2 separate regions of the Danio rerio genome follow, and region 1 is linked to region 2. A link is a contact called in public Hi-C data. All regions are on one chromosome and are shown on one strand. The core of a region is the stretch at or near the end of the contact, and the rest is flanking DNA. Distances in the headings are between cores, read along the strand shown.

The links. Hi-C and Micro-C count contacts between places; a contact is called where the count stands out from the background.
Region 1: a contact with region 2 is called in a Hi-C map of embryo, with 2.2 times the contacts expected there. The contact joins the promoter of cbln17 here to the promoter of pcdh1g1 in region 2. A contact is called at or near these places in 2 of 18 Hi-C or Micro-C datasets (caudal fin and embryo) and 1 of 4 datasets of contacts at active chromatin or transcription factors (caudal fin).

The regions. Positions count from the first base shown.
Region 1 is chr10:26,717,456-26,722,374 of GRCz12tu, forward strand. It overlaps cbln17 (cerebellin 17), which reads left to right and starts at 2,655. Exons shown (of 5, transcript NM_001326525.1): 1 at 2,655-2,871; 2 at 3,027-3,068; 3 at 4,567-4,629. The coding sequence starts at 2,685. The region is part of intron 5 of LOC141376355 (a long non-coding RNA gene); the gene reads right to left.
Region 2 is chr10:26,512,296-26,517,034 of GRCz12tu, forward strand. pcdh1g1 (protocadherin 1 gamma 1) reads left to right here and starts at 2,931. Exons shown (of 4, transcript NM_001020804.2): 1 at 2,931-4,739. The coding sequence starts at 2,993. All of the region lies in intron 5 of LOC141376355 (a long non-coding RNA gene), which reads right to left. All of the region lies in intron 4 of LOC141376356 (a long non-coding RNA gene), which reads right to left. It overlaps pcdh1a3 (protocadherin 1 alpha 3), which reads left to right. Exons shown (of 4, transcript NM_001024097.1): 4 at 1-872. It also overlaps pcdh1a4 and pcdh1a6.

The DNA.
Region 1 (4,919 bases), core at 1,405-3,904, 200 kb after region 2:
TATTTCAAAAGCGCAATTGTTTTTTTATTCTTTCCCTCAAAGGCCTGTTTGGGCTGGTAATAACCTCTTTCCCCTTGCTCCACAGTTTGTCTGAATGATGCAAGTAATTTTTATTTAGGGTTTAAGCAGAAATAATCTGCAGAAAGTATTTAATTTAAAAAGTAAACAAACACAAAAGCAGTCTTTTCAGTTACACTACAACAACAAAAAATGAGCTCTTGGGCCCATAAGAGCAGACTTCTGCACATTAATGTGTAATTGGCTGATAAAAGAGGCACATAATGAAGACGCATAAAGAGTTTTAGAGTATTTTGCTGCAGCCCAGTCCTGGCAACCCTTGCTGCATTTTAAAGAGCTGTGCTGGAGTCTCAAGGGCATCAGGCAGAGAAGTGCACTTGACTGCAGCATTAAGATGACACTGACACAGCATTAGGCCACTTCCACCAACAATAGACAAACAACTTTTGACCTAACTAAATGACCTGGAGTCACAAGTTTGCTACATAATTATCTGACCTTCATTTGTCTATCTATCTATCTATCTATCTATCTATCTATCTATCTATCTATCTATCTATCTATCTATCTATCTATCTATCTATCTATCTATCTATCTATCTATCTATCTATCTATCTATCTATCCATCCATCCATCCATCCATCCATCCATCCATCCATCCATCCATCCATCCATCCATCCCTCTGTCTGTCTGTCATGCTAAATGTAATTGTTTTACACTTTTTTCAATTACTTTGCCTTAATTGTCACATTATTATTTTTTTTTAGAAACAATAAGTTCAGATCTCAGAACAATTAACTTGTTCACAACATATTGCAATTTTTACACATGTGCAAAAAGTACAATTATATGCAGTGTGCACAACAGCTAATTGTATATGGCTCGTTGAAAAAAGCAGTAGGCCCAACACATTTCCTCCATACTTCAAAACCTAGTTAATGTGTCAGTAATTTGGCCAAAATCACTCAAATATAAAGTATTTTGTTAGCCACACATTAGTCAGCCTTACACATTAAGATTTTATAAGACAAAAACTGATCTTTATTGAGAAGAGTCAAAATAAAAAGCAGATAAACATTTGCATTTATGCAGTACATTTATTTTTGTATGAATGTGTTAAATGAAAAGTTTTTTACTCTTTCATGAGTCACGCAATCTACATATACACTGTAAAATGTATATTTAATTCAAATATTCTGTAAATTGAATTTACGTAAATAAAATGTAAAAAAAACAGTAGATTGCTGAAAACCACAGCTGTATTTGTTTGTAAAATCAAGAAGAAAACAGCTAAATATTGTAAAAGCTTTGTGTCATCATTGTGCAGGATAGTAACATCTGTGTCCTGAGAGTATCTGATGTTATCTGTATCTTCTTTTATTTAAAGGTAACTGTGTGCTAATGCAGTGAAAAGCTGCTTGATAATTACAATCACAAATGAACACAATAAAGCCTTTAAGGAATAAATAAATATGAAAGGGCAAGAATTCAGCACATTGTAATTTAAACTATTTAGGTTTTTTTGTATCTAGTTACATAAATTGTGATAGTTTTGCTTACTAATTTGGGTTTACAGCAATATTTTGACAATAAAAATGTTTTAGTATAGGTTTTTGTCTTTACTTAAATGTTTTAGTTCAGCTTACTTGATAATTTTAAAGCAATCGGTTTTCTAATACTTTCCTAGTAATGTAAACACTTATAAAAAAAAATAACACAACTAATTATTTTGAGCCAACAGTACTGAAGTTTGCTTTATTAAGAAGTTGTAAATATGAACTGGGTTAAGTTATGTTCACTTAAATGAATACACTACTAAGAAATTTTAAATCAATCAGTTTCCTTAATTGTTCTAAGTATCAACTTACATTTTACAGTGTATGCTCTAAAACTTGATTGGTTAAATGGTTGATTCTAATTGTATTGCACTGTATGTGAACAAGAAGCTATTTTTTCAGAGATCTAAACTTTTTGTTTCTAGAGAAAAACAAAACAAAACAAGAATTGAGCCAAAACAGTTGAAGAAAACTCTCAGTGAAAACTCTCCTTCTCTCATTTGAAGTGAAAGGGCGACATCTAGTGTTCATAAACTAGACTATTTCTAATAACATGATATATTTAATTTAATTTCATTTTAATTCTGATATCACTTTGACTAATTCCTAAATATATGCCTTCTGTATAACACACTATAATTATGTTTTACATAAAATAATTACAGAGCCATTTATGCAGACAGAAACTCAATGAGTACCTTGTAGATGATTTTTGACTAATTAAGACTAATTACAATGATGACATTTATAATAATTAATTTCATTATAATACCTAAATCACTTTAAGTTTAGTATAGCTTCTATTTTTACAGTACAAGCCAGTATCATTGTAGAGGCTATCAAATATGACATGAAAAAAAATACAAAAATGAAAGACAAAGAAATATTCCAAATATCTCTTTCATTCTTTACATTACTATTCTTATACTTTTACTAACACTCCAGACAATTTAACCAACTGTTAAAACATAAACAGAACTTTACTCTTAGGACTTCAACTTTCTGCAGTTTAATTGGCTGAAAAAAAATCTGTCAATACAGAGAGTAATGATTAACTAACTGAAAGCCCGAAAGCTGTGTTATTTTCCTTGTCTCTCTGATTGTAAGGATGAAGGTGAGTGTTTCTCTTCTTCTGTTTTGCTATCTGTCTCTCAGTGATGGAGATAAGGAGCTGGAAGTTTTGGTGGCCAGTGAAAGAAATGACCAGCCCAACATCTGGACTGAGGTGAGAGATGTAAGAGACATGTTGGTGGAGCTCAGAGTCAAGCTGGACATGACGATGAAAGAGAATGCAAGTCAGTAATGCTTTCTTATTCTGTCATGTTTACATAAACATACAGCTGTTAAATAATAATAACATTTTACAATAAGGGAAATCACAATTAATAAACACAGTACAGTACAATGCAACATTAAAAAGGTAATTAATTAGATCATTATTGTTTCATAGAAATGGCAGAACAAATACTGGAGCTGAAGAAAGAAAATTCAGGTATTTACAATTGTATTTTGATACCAGCTGTGGTGTACTGTTCAAAGTTGACCAGAAAAAAAATCCCCATAATTTACTGTATGCTTCTCTTAATAATAGCAAATATTTCATAGAATAATTATAATGTAAAGGTAATATTTCAAGGAAAAAAATTCATTTAGATAATTTCTTTCTAGAAAATCACAACAGACGATTCAAAACCATGCCAAAAAATGTACAAATGACAACATTTTAATTTTACATATATAATCAATGCCTATGAATAACTTTAATCAAACTATAAACCCTAAATCCGGAGAAAATGATCATTTTTAAGAAATCTCATTTGTTATTGGGCTGTACACACACGAATAAAAAATATTAAGTCAGATTAAATACTGTAGTTGTTTTAAACAATACAATAATTAAATGTATTATAGACCATTTTGAGAAATGTAAACAAATACAATGGTCCCAACGTATTTCCTATTTTACATTTGTAATGTCTATAGCTTCCGGGAATCCAAAAAAAAAAAAAAAAGCTACATGAAAGCTACAAGCCAATGACATCACCACATTGTAATGAGTATTTTGTGAATGAATTCTACTCCCCACTGAACTGATAAACTGTATAAACATGTCCAACCTTGAGGCAGATGGGCTACAGCAGCAGAAGACCACACCGAGTGCCTCTCTTGTCAGCTAAGAACAGGAAACTGGCTACAATATCCACAGGCTCATCAAAATTAGACAATAGAGGATTGTAAATACGTTGCCTGGTCTGATGAGTCCTGATTTCTGCTGCAACATTTGGATGGTACGGTCAGAATTTGGTGTCAACAACATGAAAGCATGGATCCATCCTGCCTTGCATCAACGGTTCATGCTGCTGCTGGTGGTGGAAGGGTGTGTGGGATAATTCTTGGCACACTTTAAGCCCATTAGTACTAACTGAGTATTGTGTCAACGCTACCTGAGTACTGTTGTTAAACATGTCCCTAACTTTATGACCACAGTGTACCAATCTTCTGCTGGCTACTTACAGCTGGATAACTTGCCATGTCATAAAGCGCGAATCATCTCAGACTGGTTTCTTAAACATGACAACGAGTTCAATGTACTAAAATGGCTTCCACAGCCACCAGAAATTATTCCAATAGAGCACCTTTGGAATGTGGTGGAATGAGAGATTCACATCATGGATGTGCAGCTGACAAATCTGTAGCAACTGCGTGATGCTATCATGTCAATGTTGACCAAAATCTCTCAGGAAATTTTCTAGCACCTTGTTGAATCTATGCCAAAAAAGATTAAGGAAGTTCTGAAGGCAAAAGGGGGTTCAACACTGTACTAGTAAGGTGTACCTAATAACTTGGCCTGTGAGCATATATATATATCACTGCAATACATATTATGCAAAAATACATTAAATACATGAATATATTAGAAATATATAATGTAACTGAATATTAATATACTCTTCAGAATGTTTAAAATGAATGATATGATTATTTTATAGACATGAATGAGAAAATCAAGATCAGTGAAGCCCAGCTGGAAAAAACAAGGCAAGAAAATAAAGGTAAACTTATGAAAAAAAGGTCCCATTTAAACAATACCCAGTATTGTAAAAAACTTTAAAGATGCAAATCAATGGCATCAAATTGACATCTAATATTGGTGTCAAGAAACACATCAAAAATCAATTACAGGACTGTCCTGTATTAATTTTTTGACGTTTTTGCCAATGTTAGAAGTCAATTTGATGTTGTTTTGAAATCAAGATAGTTTATATGCATTATACAATATTTTGCTACTGAAGCTATTAAATTAATGAAACATCTTATATTACAATACTTTTTTGTTTCTATT
Region 2 (4,739 bases), core at 1,681-4,180:
TTCGTTCTTTTTTTAGAGGGAGCACATCTCTTCTTTTCTTTAAATATACTGTTAAGTAAAGGAGAGATGTTTGTGCTGCTATGAGGCCGTTTCATCACACATACACACACACACGCACACAGACACACACTCCAGTCTCTTTCAGGTGTGGTTCAGTGCTGTCAGATCACCAAGTGACTGTTTTGCATGTTAAACGCAATTAAAAACAGAAATTATATATAGATATTAATGAACAGATATGTTTTTTCATAATTATTTTTTTTCTCGTGTATAACAGAACCGGAGATGTGCATCATCTCTGCTTAAGTATGGAAATATAAATCAGATTATTCACGCAGACATACACTGATTGCATACATGAAGTGAGCGTAAAAAGAAGACACAGAAACGATGTCGGCTCTGTGGCGGTCAACATTGACATTTACATTCTAGGTATATGTAATGCTGTAGTGTTATGGTCTAAATTGCTTTTCTTTAAGATCTTATGATTTTTTGCAACTTGAAAGGATCAATCCTTTGTTTTGTGCTAGGCTTTGAAATCAATAACACTGTAATGTGAAACAGTTCATACGTCCCTATGATATAAACCTCTCCCTTCAACAACAAAATGATAAAAAAAAAATTACAAAAATTTCAAAAACGATAAAAGAGAAAATAAAAAGGTCTATGTATTCTGCTTGTGTGTGGTAATTATATATCAGCTCATGCAGTGCCTAGGTGGCACTAAGCTTTTGACTTTGACAGTGCAAATCTGTTGGACTTTTTTGTACACCTGCTCATCAGTGTAATGGTGTTTATTATTTTATATTACTTTAAGAAATCTGGTAATGTGTTTTGTTTATAAATCACAAATAAAGTTTTCTTTCATAAGTATTTAAGAGTTTTGTGTGGTTTTGTTTTTGCCCGTCTACGTGGTTAGTAAACCAGAATTGCTTTTCTGATTTAACAATACCCTGAATGCATTTTACCAAAATGTTTTATCATAAAACTGTTGCCAAAGTAAAGCTAATGTTAGAATGACAGGTCATATGTAAATGTGACCCTTACACTGGGTTCCACAAAATAACCCATTTTTAAAAAATTACATTAAATTTAAAATTTTATTATTTAAACACCTACATTGCTTAAGCCAGCTTTAACAGCACATTTTTCAAAGATTTAAGAACGTGTTAAAAGCTCAAGAACCATTTTAAAATGATAAAGTTTCCATGAAGGACAAAGATTTATTGTGAAACTATCAATGTCTAAAGAAGCGTATTTCAAAATTTTCAGTGGACATTTAAAATCAATAATTATTCAGATTATATAGCATTTGAAAAAAAAAAAATAATATATATATATATATATATATATATATATATAATAGTTTGTGCTTTAAAACTGTCATCTGTCAGATCATCTGATGCATTTTTGACAAATTATTTCTTCCTGTTCAGTGTGCACATTAAACACAAAGGTGAGGCTCTGGATTTGAATGTCGGATGTGTACAATTCAACAAAACAAATTATTGTTTAGTTTAAATTTTGCCTGTTGGAAAATATAATTGAATTTCATACTTTTCAATTTAAGACAATTGTATCTCTCTCTCTCTCTCTCTCTCTCTCTCTCTCTCTCTCTCTCTCTCTCTGTAGATATATATATATATATATATATATATATATATATATATATATATATATATATATATATATATATATATATATATATATATATATATATTCTAGGATACCCTCTTTTTAAATTTAATGCATAGTTTCACCTTTGTCTGCTCTTGCACTTTCCATTCCAGGCGCTTTGTACAGCGGCAATAGATCGCGCTGTCCATGGTGCTGAAAACAAATGCGTTTGTGAAACGTAACGTTTGTGTGTACATCAATACATGCTGTAAAGCTGAGAATTATACTGTAATTATACTGGAACTGAAATTTCTCTTTAATTATATAAACAATTACAAGAAACAAATTCATTGAAATGTAAACCATTTTAAGAAAGTAATCTCGTGGCAGATAACAGTACCGGTATAAAGTTTGGAACCAGTTTTTGAAATAACTCTACATTAAACAATACAGTAAAAACATTACTATGATTTTTTTTTATTAACTGTTTTCAATGTAATACATTTTAATAAATCAGCACGTTAGAATGATTTTAGAAGGGTCATTTGAGATTGATGTAAACTGATGAAAACTGAGCTTTGGATTATATGAATAAAATACATTTTCAATACAAATTCTATTACACTGAAATTATATTAAAGGGATATTAAAGAGATAGTTAACCCAAAATGAAAATCATTATCATTACTCACCATTTACTTGCTTCAAGCCTGTTCAACTTTTTTCCTTTGACGAACACAAAAGAAAATATTATAAAAAAGCTGGAAACCTATAACTATTGTCTTCCATACTATTTATTGTTTCTACTATGGAAGTCAGTGGGTAAAGATTTGCAGCTTTGTTCAAAATATTTTCTTTTGTGTTCAACTGGAAAAGAAAAAAAAAGTTTAAATCATTAGGGTGAGAAAAATAGTAAGTACGTTTACATTTTAGTGTGAACTATCCCTTCAATAAAATAAACCATATAAAACGATGTTTTTATTATAAAAGAAATAAGCAATATAAACTTTTTAAAAGAAACACAAACAATTTATTGGCTAGTATTTATGTGGCTTGTCTGCAGTAAAAGTCCACTCCAAGTTTGTGTAAAGAAATCTTTATCTTATAAAGGGACATAGTGCACTGGTTATATTAGAGACTATTTAATTAACAATTTCTGAAACATTACACACCGCACTTGTGGTTCGTTTCTTTATACTTACTTTAACCACACAGCGTCGCTGTTGACTAGCTAGTTTTGAACATAAGAACCCACCCATTTGGTGCGATTTTTTTCTTCTTTTTTCTGTTCTGTTGATAACATTTGTCAAAATCGCAGTGCTTTGACTGTCCATGATACAAATCGATTGTGTGAGTATTATTATACAAAGAAGACATGGCAAAAACGTCTAAATTGTGCTTGGGAAAATGGCGATTATGGATAACATCGCTTCTTTTCTGCGTTACCGCTGCTGATGTTCGTTATTCTGTGCCGGAGGAAACCAAGACAAAATTTGTTATTGGAAATCTAAGTAAGGATGTTAATTTGGATTATAATCGCTTGAGATTTCGCAAGGCCCGTTTGGATTACCAAGGGGACAGAAGGTACTGTGAAATAGACCTAGATTCAGGGAATCTTTTTGTTTCGGAAAGGATCGACCGAGAAATGCTATGCGGAACTGCCTCCCCCTGCATCATGCACTTTGAATTTATTCTTGAAAACCCTTTAGAACTTCATAACATCGCTTTAGAGGTCCAGGACGTCAATGACAACCCTCCTGTTTTCCCAAAAGGTTCGATAAAGCTCGAGATAAGCGAAGGAGCTCCGACAGGAAGCAAATTACAATTAACTCGAGCACGGGATTTGGATGTGGGAATTAATTCAGTTCAGACATATATTCTCAGTCAAAACAAACATTTTGTTCTTGATACAAAGTCAAGCAAAGACCGTTATGTGGATATTGTTTTAAAAAACAGCCTGGACCGAGAGACAAGGGGAGAGCATTCTTTGATATTGTCTGCGGTAGATGGCGGAAACCCTCCCAATTCTGGAACTGTTGTTATTGAAGTGGTTGTAATTGACATGAATGACAATGCACCATTATTTTTGCAGCCTTTGTATAACGCTCGGTTATCTGAAAATTCAGCACTGGGAACGTCTGTCATCAAAATCACGGCTACCGATGAGGATGAGGGCGCAAATGGAGAAATAAAATATTATATCAATCACCTGTCTGACAACACAAAACAGTTGTTTAAAATTGATGAAAACTACGGGGAAATATCAGTTATTGGACAGCTGGACCACGAGAAAGCCTCCTCATATGAGGTGGAAGTGCAAGCAGAGGATGGCGGAGGTCAGACAGGCCACTGTAAAGTTGTTATTGAAATAGATGATGTCAACGACAACGCGCCTGTTATATCTGTGAAATCTCTAAAAAATAAAATCCCAGAAAACACAACACCAGGCACAGAGATAGCCGTAATAAACGTAAAAGACCAAGACTCAGGAGAAAACAGCCGGATTAGTTGTTCCATTTCGCCGAATCTGCCATTTCAGCTACAGCCATACATTAAGTCTTATTTCATTCTCACTACAAGTAGTTCGCTTGATCGGGAACAAATCGATAATTACAATGTGACAATAATCGCAACCGATGGAGGTATACCACCCTTATTTTCCAACATTTCTCTGAACATACAAGTTTCTGACGTCAACGACAACTCCCCTAGATTTGAACTGCAGAGTTACTTCATTTATATAAGTGAAAATAAGCAAGCAGGCACCTCTGTTTGTTCTGTCAGTGCAAATGACCCAGACTGGAGACAGAATGGGACTGTACTGTACTCTCTGGTACCCAGTGAAGTCAACGGGGTCCCAATGTCCTCATTTCTCTCTATTAATGGAGATACAGGAGTGATTCATACTGTGAGATCATTTGACTATGAGCAGTTCAGAAACTTCAGTGTCAAAGTTGTTGCCAGAGACAATGGTTCACCTCCACTCAGCAGTAACGTGACTGTCAAAGTCTTCATAACGGATGAGAATGATAACTCTCCACAGATATTATACCCTGTTCCTGACGGAAAGACTTTAATGACTGAAATGGTCCCTAAAGCGACTCTCTCAGGCTCTCTGGTGT